Regions from separate parts of the Zea mays genome. Here region 2 is linked to region 1. A link is a contact called in public Hi-C data. All regions are on one chromosome and are shown on one strand. The core of a region is the stretch at or near the end of the contact, and the rest is flanking DNA. Distances in the headings are between cores, read along the strand shown.

Evidence for each region. A called contact is a pair of places that touch in the nucleus more often than the background predicts.
Region 2: a contact with region 1 is called in a Hi-C map of leaf, with 6 times the contacts expected there. The contact joins the promoter of LOC103650436 here to the promoter of LOC100384174 in region 1. A contact is called at or near these places in 3 of 25 Hi-C or Micro-C datasets (ear, leaf and tassel).

What each region holds. Positions count from the first base shown.
Region 1 is chr3:99,379,042-99,385,508 of Zm-B73-REFERENCE-NAM-5.0, reverse strand. It overlaps LOC100384174, which reads left to right and starts at 4,655. Exons shown (of 6, transcript NM_001176751.1): 1 at 4,655-4,850; 2 at 5,928-6,073; 3 at 6,164-6,283; 4 at 6,401-6,467. The coding sequence starts at 4,748.
Region 2 is chr3:99,944,805-99,950,992 of Zm-B73-REFERENCE-NAM-5.0, reverse strand. LOC103650436 (stromal 70 kDa heat shock-related protein, chloroplastic-like) reads right to left here and starts at 1,657. Exons shown (of 8, transcript NM_001367263.1): 1 at 967-1,657; 2 at 1-59. The coding sequence starts at 1,515.

The DNA.
Region 1 (6,467 bases), core at 3,406-5,905:
CTTGAGGGGCAACCCCGGGTGTGCGGTCGGACCCAAAACACCGACATGGACGAAATGCTCGTGGCTCGCTGGCTCACTCAGTTCATGGTCAGCTCGGCTCGGCTCGGCTCGGATCGACTCGTTTAAATTTTTTCACGAGCTGAGCTGACATCCTAGCTCGGTTCGTTAACGAGCCAGCTCGGTTCGTTAACAAGGCCAGCTCGCGAGCTAAACGAGCTACCATATTCCAGCAAAACGAAACTATATGCATATCATTTACAGAATAATTGATGAACATGTTATATATATATGTGAGGTGTCTATGGCCTATGAATTAAACTAATGATTAATAAACTATATCTATATGTTAATTTGGTCTATGCAAATATAATTATGGGTTAAACTGATGAACATGTATATGAATTATGAATTAATGAGTGATGAATTGTGCTAATTTGGTGTTATATTGACGTGGTTTGTGAAACTATGAGTACAATTACTATTTTCTATTGTTAAATTAGTTTAAAATTAACTAAAAAATAATTATTATGTATATTTTATTTTTTTCCTGCTCTGGCTCGCGAGCTAAACGAGCCAGCTCGAGCTCGTAAACGAGCTGAGCTGAGCTGACTCTGTGGCTCGTTACCTTAACGAGCTGAGTCGAGCTGGCTCGTTAGCTTAACGAGCCAACTCGAACTCGGATGAGCCGAGTCAAGCTGGCTCGTTATCCACCCCTAGAAGTAAGTTTGTATCGTACTGATGTTTTTAATGTAGTGGTGAAATAGCTAGATTAAAATAACAAAATTTATGTATGGCTAGGTTCATAAATGAATCATGAAACTTTTTTCTCATAATAGTATAGTATACATTTGTACATAAGTTATTGTACTATTATATGTTCCCATTACAACGTACGAGCACTCACCTAATATATTGAGAATTATTTATTCAAATGAATAAACAATTAGTATAAAAAATAAATTCAATAACATGTTAGATCTTTGATTATGCATTTAATTTGAAAACCAAATTTGGAATTAAAAAACATAAAATAGTAAAGGAAATAGAAAACTAAACGGGCACGTGAAATGATCGAGTGCGGGCTAGGTGAATGCCCTATATTTTGTTAACTCCCATCGACCACCCTGTCAGCCGACATGAGTTAGTTAATTCCTATCGACCAAGATGGGTGCCCCACGGGAATTAATTAACTCTTATCAACTGCCAGTCTGACCGGCGGGAATTTCATTAATTCTTGTGGGCTCATTTATAACCAACGAGAGTTACTTAATTCTCGTCGTCAAAGGTCGACAAGAATTGACTAAGCCGATGAGAATGTCCTCGATTCCGGTTGTGTGTTGTTGTGGACCGCACTATTATGCATTTATGTGTTATAATTTGTGTCATAAATCTACGAGTGGACGACTGGGGGCCTCGGTGGTTGTGATAGCTAGGACCATGTGGTGGACAGCGATGCCCTAGAATCTGACGAGGAAGTGATCGGCATTATCTGTTCGAGGGCTCAAGAGCTTAGCTAAGCAAACCAACCGCATGGGGCAGACATGGGAACACTACAAAACTCACGATGGGGGTTGGTGTAGGTGACGAATGCATGATAAGAGTGGGGCTGGTTAGGGTGAACTATAGTTCCCTACTAATGTTGGCGACATTAAATGACAAACGGAGATAAAGAGCTTGGTGGAGCTTTGTCACCTCACAACAAAGCACAACAATGACCCAAAAGGCAACGACTAGGGAGCAAATGACAACTTGGTGCCGACGACTATGACCTCACTCTAGTGAGATTCAAACATGTATAATGACTTCATTAGTGCTGGGTGGCAGGGCTCCTCTACTTTTATACGGGAAAGGCATGGGTAACACGCTGACTCTTGGGAGAATTGGGGCGGTTGGCAAGTTTCCATTAGGGGGAGGAGGGGGGAATCTGGCTTGATCGCAAATTATGGTAGGAGACGACAACTACTAACATGTGGGGCACCTAGTGTGCGATCGCAGTTGTGAGACCGAGATGACAATGTGCTAATGTGCAAGAGGCGCTATCATGTGAGGCCTTAGCAATGAAGGCGTGAGGCGTGTGAGGTATGTGGGCCAAGGGCAAGAGCGAGCAAAGCACTTGGTGGGCTCGCATCTCTAGGGGTAGAGGAAAACAAATGGCACCTAGTGGCTTGAACCAAGGAAATAAGACTGAGGAGCGAGGAGACAACTCAGGGGAGAGGAGTGGGGAAGGCCTCGAGCCAAAATAAGAAAGGGGAGATTTCCCCTCCCATTTTATTTTCTATTTCCAAATCCCTTTTTAAAACCAATTAAAAAAATCTAATTAAATTTAAACCTAAATCACACAGTACAAAGATTAAATACATCAACATGTTGACTAATAACTAATTTGAATCATTTTGTATTGTTAATTTTAATCATTTTGATGTAGCTAAATAACATATGCTAATTTGAATCATTTTGAGCCCCACCAAACCTCTAGCTGATTCAAACCTGCCATTAAATTCTTAATCCCCGATTAAAGTAAAATCTCTCCTTTAATAACCCTCAACTCGAGCAAAAGATTGTTATTTTGTTATGTGTTCTCATTTTATTAATCTGCTTATTTACACTTGTCGGTATTTCGTATCTCGCTCCGAAAAGTAAATTTATTATGCATGTTTCAGGCTCTAGAGGGTGTGCGCGGAGGGCGCAAGATTTATATTGTTTCGGGCAGAACGTTTCTACATTCAGTCATTGGTGGCTTGCGCTACCGGCACGATCAAACTCGCAGTAGGGGTTACAAATAGTTGAGAGAGGGAGGAGATGCTCTAGATCGGGGTGGAAGTGGAGCTTAGAAGCTGAGAGGTGGAGTCATAGCTAAGTCTTGGCTTGGCGGGGCTCTGGCCTCCTGGTCCTCGTCGGCACTCCTGCCCTAGTTCGTCCTTATGGGCTCGTCTCCGTCTGTTGATCGGTCTATCGATCTCTCCACCCATCTCCCTTGCCTCGAGGTCAGCCTCTCCCTTTTATAGGTTAGGGCAAGAGTCAGCCACATGTGGCTTCCCTGGGAAGGAGCCATAAGGCAAGGGGTAAAACCAGTGTTTTACCTCGGGTGAGTCCACGCGTACTCGTGTGGTCCGGGGCTGCCTGGCTACCGCGTATTTATCGCGGGGCGACGATGGTCCCATGCACCATCATTCCGGCTACGCCGACCCAGGCTTCTGTTGCCTGGGGCTCGATGTAGTCGTCGTGTAGTGTCCTGCGGTAGGTCTGCACACTCAGGCCTAGTTCGATAGGCCATAAGTGCGCTGTAGTCCGAGGGCACACGAGCCATTAATGTGCCACAGTCCCGGGGCTCGTAGGTCATGAGTGCTATGCGACTGAGGGGGTCCGTAGGTCATGAGTGAGAAGCGGACCGGTGTCACGCTGTGGCTCGGTGCCAGGCATGGTTAATGCGACTAGTCATTTATGGCGGGTCAGTCCGGGGCCGAGCGCGAGATCCACTCGAGTGGTTCCCTTCCGACTCGTCTGTCCTCCCTCGTCAGGCTCCGCCACGCCTGCCCCCAGGCTCGGGGTCACGTGGTTCGACCGGGGGCGAGTCCTTCTAGGGTTTGCGCACCTATCTCTTACAACTGACTAACGGGCCCAGCGATCAGGGGCTCTTCCCATAGCACCCTCACTGACCAGCGGGTCCCAGGGACCAGGATCATTTCCCCGACAACACTAGATCTGAGCATGGACCATCCGACATGACCCGCCCAATGCAATGGACATACACCATAGTTTTCGACACAATAATCCACAGGCTAGGCACTAGCCAATCTGAACCAACTCGAAAAAACCTGACCCAATATGTCTAACGGGGAGGCACATGTCAATTCGATCGGACTCGATATCATGTACAAGTCAGTCGCGAGTCGTGCCTAAGTCTGTCCGCACTCATGTAACCCAAAATTTATACCACTAAAAAATATTCTATCATAGTCAGCGAAATTCTATACCCCATCACACAATTCTCTACGTCACATTCACCTAAATCTCTATCCTATACCAACTACCATATATTCTACTCCCTCCATTTCAAAATAATAGTCATTTTAGGTCTTTATGTTTATGTCTATATTGAAATAGATAAAGATTAACCTATACACATGTAAAACACATACATCAATTATTTTATAAACCCACTAATAATCTAAAATAAATTTTAATTTAGGACATAGGGAGGGAGTATTATTTATTTTCACCTCTCCTATCCATACCCAACCGTCTTCTACGGTCCTGTCTAGGTCACAGTGTCACACTGCTATGGATTCATATTCAGTATTTGAGATTCTCTCATCTATCTGCAAGCTAGTTTTTCAGTGCATCGATGCAACATATTTTTATTTTATTATATATTCACCCTATAGGTTTAGAATTGTCTTCAGGTATGTGACTGAGGATAGCCTGATAACTTATGACCCGACCTGACTCAATTTGAACTCGATCTGACATTTGAGCATGTCTAACTTTACACTAAGGTCGCGCCTTTCCCGTTCGAAACGTCCAAACCAAACTTCATTTTTCAGTTTCGCCAAAATCCAAATCCCGTTGCGTACTTGCGTGCGTGAGCGTTTTTCCATCGGTACCAACCCCAGCACAGTGACGAAAAGGCCCAACAACCCCCCGACCCGTCACCTGACCCAGCCGATCGAGAATACCCGGAAGGCCGGAACCCACCTGCTGCGCACCTGCAAGCCTCGAGTGGAGCTCTTCCACGGCCGCGGTGGAGATGGCGGCGAATCTGGAGGACGTGCCGTCACTGGATCTGATGCACGAGCTGCTCCGCCGCATGAAGTGCAGCTCCAAGCCCGACAAGCGCCTCATCCTCATCGGTAAAGGAGACCCCTCCCCTTGCCCCTTCTTCCTCCTCGTTGCTGGCGTTCGGTGGATCCCTGTCTCGGTTCCTGGTGCCGCGGGGACGGAGAAATCGCTGCTTGCCGCCGTTGGTGCTCTGGATCCGCCGAAAGTTTTCGGGCCTGTTTGGTTTGTGGCTAACTATGCCACACTTTGCCTAAGGTTAGTCGTTCGAATTGAAGAACTAACCTTAGGCACATAAGTTAGGCAAATTGTGGCAAGTTAGGCAGCGAACCAAACATGCCCTTCACCTTTCCCTTGAAATCTTGGCTATTCCCTATTTCTCATCCTGCATTTGTGGCCAAGAAATATGGCTTTGTTCTCAGAGTGGATTGTCTACAGATTTCTAACGTACGGAACGATTCACTAGTTGAATACCAAGATAAATTAATCATGCGCTAGTCGAGTAGCCCTGTGCTGTTCGGTTTTGGTGTTCTTATCATAAATTTATAATTCTTTAAGGATTATCAAAATTAGAAGTCAGATAATCTTAGTCAGCTTGACCTGATGTGGAAGCCTTCTCTTCATGACATTAAGACGGGGGCGTCCCATCGTGTAGGCAAGTAACGATGATACTCTGCCATGCCACTTTTTTTTTTGACTTTTCATTGGTTCCGAGTATGTATTGTCGTCCATATTTCTGCAATACTGAGGTGAACTCCCTTATGCAATTTGTTTTTAGTTTTTGCTGCTAATGATTGCTGCATTTACACCGCAAAAAACTGATCTGCATTAACAAAATGGTACTAAACTGTGTCGTTCAAGACAAGTAAATTGAAACAACTGCTGTCTGCTATATGGTTTCTTGCTTTTCATTATGGCCTTGTTTGTTGTTATGCTATTTGGTTCGATATGTTTTGTGGTACTGGTAGTCAGGATGAAAGAGGGCAGTACTGTGAAGGGAGATATAAGGTCATGGTGCTTTTTGTGGAGAGTAATAAACATAACACTTTTATAATCTTTTCTTTCCTCATTCATGACTTTTTTATTTTTATTTCTATTATATAGTGCTCTCGATTTTGGAGAATTTGACACCTCTTCTACAAATCTTGTAGGTCCACCTGGCTCTGGAAAGGGAACTCAGTCTCCTATTATCAAGGATGAATATTGCTTGTGCCATTTAGCCACTGGTGACATGCTGAGGGCTGCTGTGGCGGCCAAGACACCTCTAGGTATCAAAGCTAAAGAAGCTATGAATAAGGTAGTATTAGCAGACCAAAACATATAGTAAAATGCTAACCAGAATAAAAAGCTTCTTGTAACTCCATTCCGTGCTGCCTTCCTCTTTTAGGGAGAGCTTGTTTCAGATGATTTGGTTGTGGGCATTATTGATGAAGCTATGAAGAAACCCTCATGCCAGAAAGGTTTCATTCTTGATGGCTTTCCTAGAACTGTGACTCAAGCACAGAAGGTCAGATACTTGCTCGATGCATCAGCATGAACAAACATTCCTATATCATATTGTTATAGATTCTGTATTTGATTTAGTATAATTTGCCGTTGCTGTTTTTTTGAACATCCTGTACAGCTTGATGAGATGTTGGCAAAGCAAGGTGCCAATGTTGACAAAGTCCTGAACTTTGCAATTGATGATG
Region 2 (6,188 bases), core at 408-2,907, 570 kb before region 1:
GCTTTTGTAATTTTCTCATTAAGAAACTTAGATGCATCATCCACCAACTTCCTCAAAACCTGTTCGGATAATAAACCAAGATAAGTCAAATGTACAACTTACTTTTTTTTTATCGAAAGCGCAGGGGAACTGCGCCTTAAATATATTAAGAAGAAGATAATAAGGTCTAAAATAGCACATCTACTGGACTCCAAGGGCCTCTCCTGGACTTTGGGAAGAAGGAGAGGCCCTTGGCTCCAGCTAATTCCCAATGTACAACTTACTACAAAAGTAAAATGATAAGTATAGCACATCTACTGGACTGGTAGCTAGTAGCAACTCAAAAGTAGTTCTATACAGATGATAGTGTGCCATATTCTTATACATTCAAAAACTCACTCCCCCAGGTCATAAGTACATAAGAACACAAATGACCAACTGCGTAACTGAAGCAAAGAAATTTCAAGCAAACCACAATGTTGATAGAAATCATATCACAATGCCATTTGTTTTCAAGCTGAAATCAAAATACATAAACCCAGTTTGGTGCACCCAGAATTTTACATATGCAGCCTTCTGGGGAAAAAATCCATGCATTCAAAACTGGCACTAACTCTCCAAAGAATCAGAACAGTATAGCATTACCAAATATTCTAACACAGACTGGGTGCCTAGTAACACAAAAACAACTTACTTTAAATTCACTCAGTGTTTATGTGGCAAAATACACCTTTTACCTCAAACGCAATGTAACCACTTGCATTACAAAAAGCATCCATCTGGATCTGGTGTACCTTAACAAATGATTTGCCAGGTCCAGGAGCTATTCTCTAGTAAAACTGCAATTGAATGACAACAAGAGTAGCATTTACCCATATCCTCAGAACTCTAATTTCTGTACAAGTCGTCCCATGAAAAAAATACAGTAAAAGTAAAATGCATATCCACCAGCTGAGAGTAGAAAACCTATCTAACATAACAAGTTACCTGCGCAGAGATCTCCTCGGCAGCAAACTGTTTGCCAATAGCGGGGCAGTCGAGTTTGACGTTGCCGTTGTCGTCTTTGACAACGCCGTACGAGACCTGCTTGGCCTCGTCGTCGACCTCAGACATCTTGCGGCCGATGAAGCGCTTGACAGAGAAGAAGGTGTTCTCGGGGTTCACGACCGCCTGGCGCTTAGCGATCTGCCCCACCAGGCGCTCCCCTGTCTTGGTGTACGCCACTACGGAGGGAGTCGTGCGCGCACCCTCAGCGTTGGTGACGACGGTCGGCTTGCCGCCCTCCATGGCGGCGACCGCGGAGTTGGTGGTGCCCAGGTCGATCCCCACCACCTTCTCGCACGTGACCCGCAGCGCGGAGCCCCCGCGGACCCCGCGAGAGGGCGCGCGCATCTGCACCGCCGCCAACCGCCGGCCCACGAAGAGGGAGCTCGACGGAATGGCGCCCCCGGGGCCGCTCCGCCGCCGGTAGCCGAGGAAGGGCGAGGCTCCGCCCGCTGCCGCAGCGCCGACCTGGGAGCAGGTGAAGGAGGCCATGGCTCGCGCTCGTGCCGGGGGAACTCTAACCCTATCCAAGGAGGGGGTTGACGAGGTGAGGTGGGGACTGGGGGGAGCGGCGGAGGGGAGGAGGGGCGAGGGGATAAGACGGGGAAGGAGGAGGGACGGAGGGAGGAAAGTTTATACTGGCTAGACGCTGACGTGTGGGGCCTGCCGCTAGGAAGTTGGCATGCACTGCGGGTCGCGACGGCGGAGGCCGTGGAGACAGCGTGAGGTTTTGAACAACTGGGGTTTGCCGTTTGCACTTAGTCCAAATTTCTTTTGCATTTTAGCCATTTTTCCAAAAAAAAATAATCATGTTTAGATCCTGACGTCTTAATTTTTTTTTAATTTGCTCGGCGCCGTAGTCTATAGCGCCGAGATAATACTGATCAGCGCCACAGTCTATAGCGCTAAGATACGTGACTCATTGACTAGTGAGGGCTGATGCGATGTTTTCGTGGAGCCGACGTGGCAGCTATCTCGGCGCCACAGATCTTGACGTCGAGCTAGTATTTAAACGCCGGGGCAGTTTCTCTTTCTCCATTATCTCCCTAACCTCTCTCACTGAACCGATGGAGCCCCGCCGCCGCCCAAGCCCGCTGCTCCCCCCGTCGTCACTCGAGCCCCGCTCCACGCCGGCCTGCCGCCCGCGCCACAATGTCGTTGTGCCGCCCTCGCGCCGCCCGCGCCAACGAGGTGCTCCCTCGCCGGACCGCCACCGCCTGGCCTGCTCCTCCCGTGCCCCGCTAGGCCTGCTCGCCGGACAGTCGTCGCCTCCCATGCACCGCCATCGCCGGTAAGCACACCACTCCGGACCGCCACCTCCTGCATCGGTAGTTTAGTAATTAGTTAGTATTTCTTTAGTGTTTAGGGTTTAGTAATTAGTTAGTATTTACTTAGTTTAGTGGTTAGTTAGTATTTAGTGTTTAGTATTTTAGTATTTAGTTAGCATTTAGTATATCTTTAGTTTGTAGTTAGTTAGTATTTCTTTAGTTTGCAGTATTTAGTTAGCATTTAGTTACTATATATTTCTTTAGTTTGTAGTTAGTTAGTATTTAGTAATTTAGTATTAGTTAGCACATGTTCACTTGGTTTAATGTATAGTTAGTTACCTATTTACTTGTTAGTATATGTAGTTAGCTAGCTATTTAGTTGTTAGTATATAGTTAGCTATTACTTGTGAGTATATTTAGTGAATGTTCTTGTATATGTCTGTCATAGTGTTGTTATCTCAATTGTAGAGTGTGCATGTCAGCCATCGTGTTGTTCGTTTCTCTGCAGGTTTCAGAAACCTCATTGTATAGGGAAGGTGATGCCGGATTTATTACTTGGAGTAATATGTTTTTTTGTAGATACGAGACCATCAGGCTCCACCTCCGCCATCGGTAGCTTGTCTCCACTGGAACCTCAGGTATACCCTATTTTCGCACAGTATTCTTTAATTATATTACTCTGTTTGATGTGGTTAGTTATTAGTTAGTATATAGTTATTAGTTAGTATGTAGTTATTACTTGATTATTACTTATTAAGTATTTAGGAATTAGTATATTAGTAGATGAGATTAGTAATTAGTTAGGCATTAGTTGATAGTGTAAGTCAGGTACCATATTTAATGGTTATTGAGTTATGAATTCGTTTTTGTGGTTAGTTATTAGTTAGTATATAGTTATTAGTTAGTATGTAGTTATTACTTGATTATTACTTATTAAGTATTTAGGAATTAGTATATTAGTAGATGAGATTAGTAATTAGTTAGGCATTAGTTGATAGTGTAAGTCAGGTACCATATTTAATGGTTATTGAGTTATGAATTCGTTTTTGCAATAGATGAACGTCCTAATAACATTATACCATGGAGGAAATGTGGAGAAAAATGTTTATGGGAATCTTAGTTTTGATGGAATGAAGAAGGTAATGGTGATGTCTGCGATATAGTTCCTGGCGCATCCAATCTCTGCAAATATATTGAGACAAATAAGTTATCATAGACAAGATAAATACAATGTACAAGCAAAACCAACACGCCTTTTTCGCACTCACTTGCACTCAGATGATCAGTAAGATTCCCCAACATCTATTTCTTGGCTCTAGTCGCCTCCATTTCCCTTGCCTCTTGTGCTCTCTTCTCGTTTGCCGCCTTCAAACTCCTACGCTCAACACGCATCGGGCTGCCATAACCCAGCGATTCCACGAACCTACGCATCTCCTGTCTGTGATCTTTAATGTAGGAATCAACAAGCTGAGATCCACAACGCATCTTCTATCCCATGAGTCACTTTGACTTTATTGTATGCATCACCTCTTATTTCTCGGCGTATCTCTCCCAGCTGCATTTCCTCATCTCCTACACAAAAACAATAAGTAAGGACGGATACAACAGTACAGCTCATGCAATCAAAAACAAATATCAACCTCATCGTAATCTACCATATCCACAAAAATAACCCACACTAAGCTCAAAACGAACTAGTCCATACTTAGCTTCAATACCACATTTACAGAGTATAGGATTGGACTTCCACTCTTCTGCCCCACTCATTTTTTTCTTCTCCTTTGCCTCTAGCTCAGGCCAGTTGGACCTTAGCCCATACAACCACTCTCTGAAAATACACTTACGTCCATTGTATGGCTGCAGGAGAATAAATTAGTAAATTTGTGCAAAAACTAACATAATTTTGGACATTTGTTATGCACTTACATAATTACTGTTGGGACACACGAAGTACTTCACGGTGTCCTCACATACCACAACACGATCTCCACAATCACACCAAGGCAGAGACTCCAGTCGTCTTTCTGTGGCTAAGTTCTTCTCCTCATCCATCATTGGTGGCGGGTTTGGGGGAGGAGGCACCCAACACTTAAAACGCTCATGTGTATTCCTTCCGCACAACCAATTAGCGAAAAGGAGATATCGATGGTCAAACTTATCAGGACCATCGATCCACTGGAAAAAATACCTCAAGTGATCCTACAGGAATGGAACGAAGCATTAGTACACATCTAGTAAACATCAATAACACATAAGTCATAAGCTATGTACATTAAAACCGCCACAAGTGTATAAGCAGCGAGCAGCCGTGTCTGGATGTTTGGATTGACATACTTAAGTCGGTATGCCATAGTCACAATTAGGCACATGAAGATCATGAGGAACATGAGCATCCTTACAAGATGCATCTGGATATAACTCCCGAGGACGACCTCTATTCTGCCACAATGACTCCTGATACATGTCTTTCATCTAAGAAACAATTATACCTTAACACAACTATATAGAAATAGCAAAAATGATTTTAACTTACCAATACCATGGTACTCATAGTTTCCAAACCCTAAAGATTTTATAAACCCATGATTCACAAACTATCTAACAAACTGTAGTCATCATATCAACCATATATCCTAGGAATCATAATTAATAGCAATATGCACACCAATCAAAACTAATTAACCGAAACCATACAATGCAATATACGTAACAAATGAATCAGTGAGACACCATACCTTGGTCTTCAAGATATAAGGATCAAATTAAAGTTTTCCATCTCGAATACGAAGATTGGAGCACCTCTCGGTAGTATGGATGAAGATGGAAACGAGGGAAACAAGTGGTCGGGTGTAGCTCTCGGCCAGGAAATCTCCGATTTATAGGACTTTCCAGCTCGGCGCCAAGATCTATGGCACCGAGCTAGGTGACATGTGAGCATCGTGTTAGCCCTCACCAGCCAGCTAGTCACGTCCCTCTGCGCCACAAACTGTGGCACCAAGCAGTGTTATCTCGGTGCCATGGCCTACGACGCCGAGCAAAGGGTCCAAAAACGAAATTAAGTCGTCCAGGGGTCTAAACATGAAATTTTTTCGGAAAAGGGGCTAAAATACAAAAAACGGGGCACTTGATTGCAGAGTTGTGACTTGTGAGGGAGAGGCGTGAGGACCGCTTGGAAGGGGTTCCATCTTTTTTTATATTTTGGTTCTTTTGAAAAAATTTCACAAATATGTTGTTGATGTTGATGTGGGTGTCAATCACTGCGAGGTGTATCGGCGGCGGTGCTCTTTGCGGCAACGCGAACGATCCACAACCTAGGGCCGAACGTTCGCGACCTACGACAGGAGCTGAGAGTCTTCTCCATGTTGAGTTGGACGGTCCATGTCTGGTGGCCAAACGGTTCGCGCCTAGTGGTCGGACAGTCTGTGTGTGCGCAGAGGTGGCGACGTTCGCCAATAGCACCTGAATCTGACTCCCTAGGAGGGGCCTCATTAGGGAGGAGAGATCCTAGGCTTTGTCTTGGGATCGGCAGGCCACCCAAGATGCCTCCAAAGTTGAAGAGAGGTGAAGATTGATGTGAAGAAGGCTACATTACTGTCTACTAATAAGGCAAAAAGTAAAGGAACAAAAGATATATTGATTTGGTTTGATTGTTGGTTGATAAACCGGTCGTACCCCTTCAAATATATAAGGGGGAGGTATGAACCCGTTCCTAGGCATCCTCCAACAACTCCCACGAGTTTAGAGGGATAAACATGCGTGGAGATAGGAGTTAATCTGCATGATCTAATCTAATCGCGGGTTATCCACGCCTAAGGGCGAACCGTTCGTAGGTTAGATTGGCTGGGCCTCAGGGCTGGACCGTTCAGCCGTGCCTAGTGCCATAAACGGCTCAACACA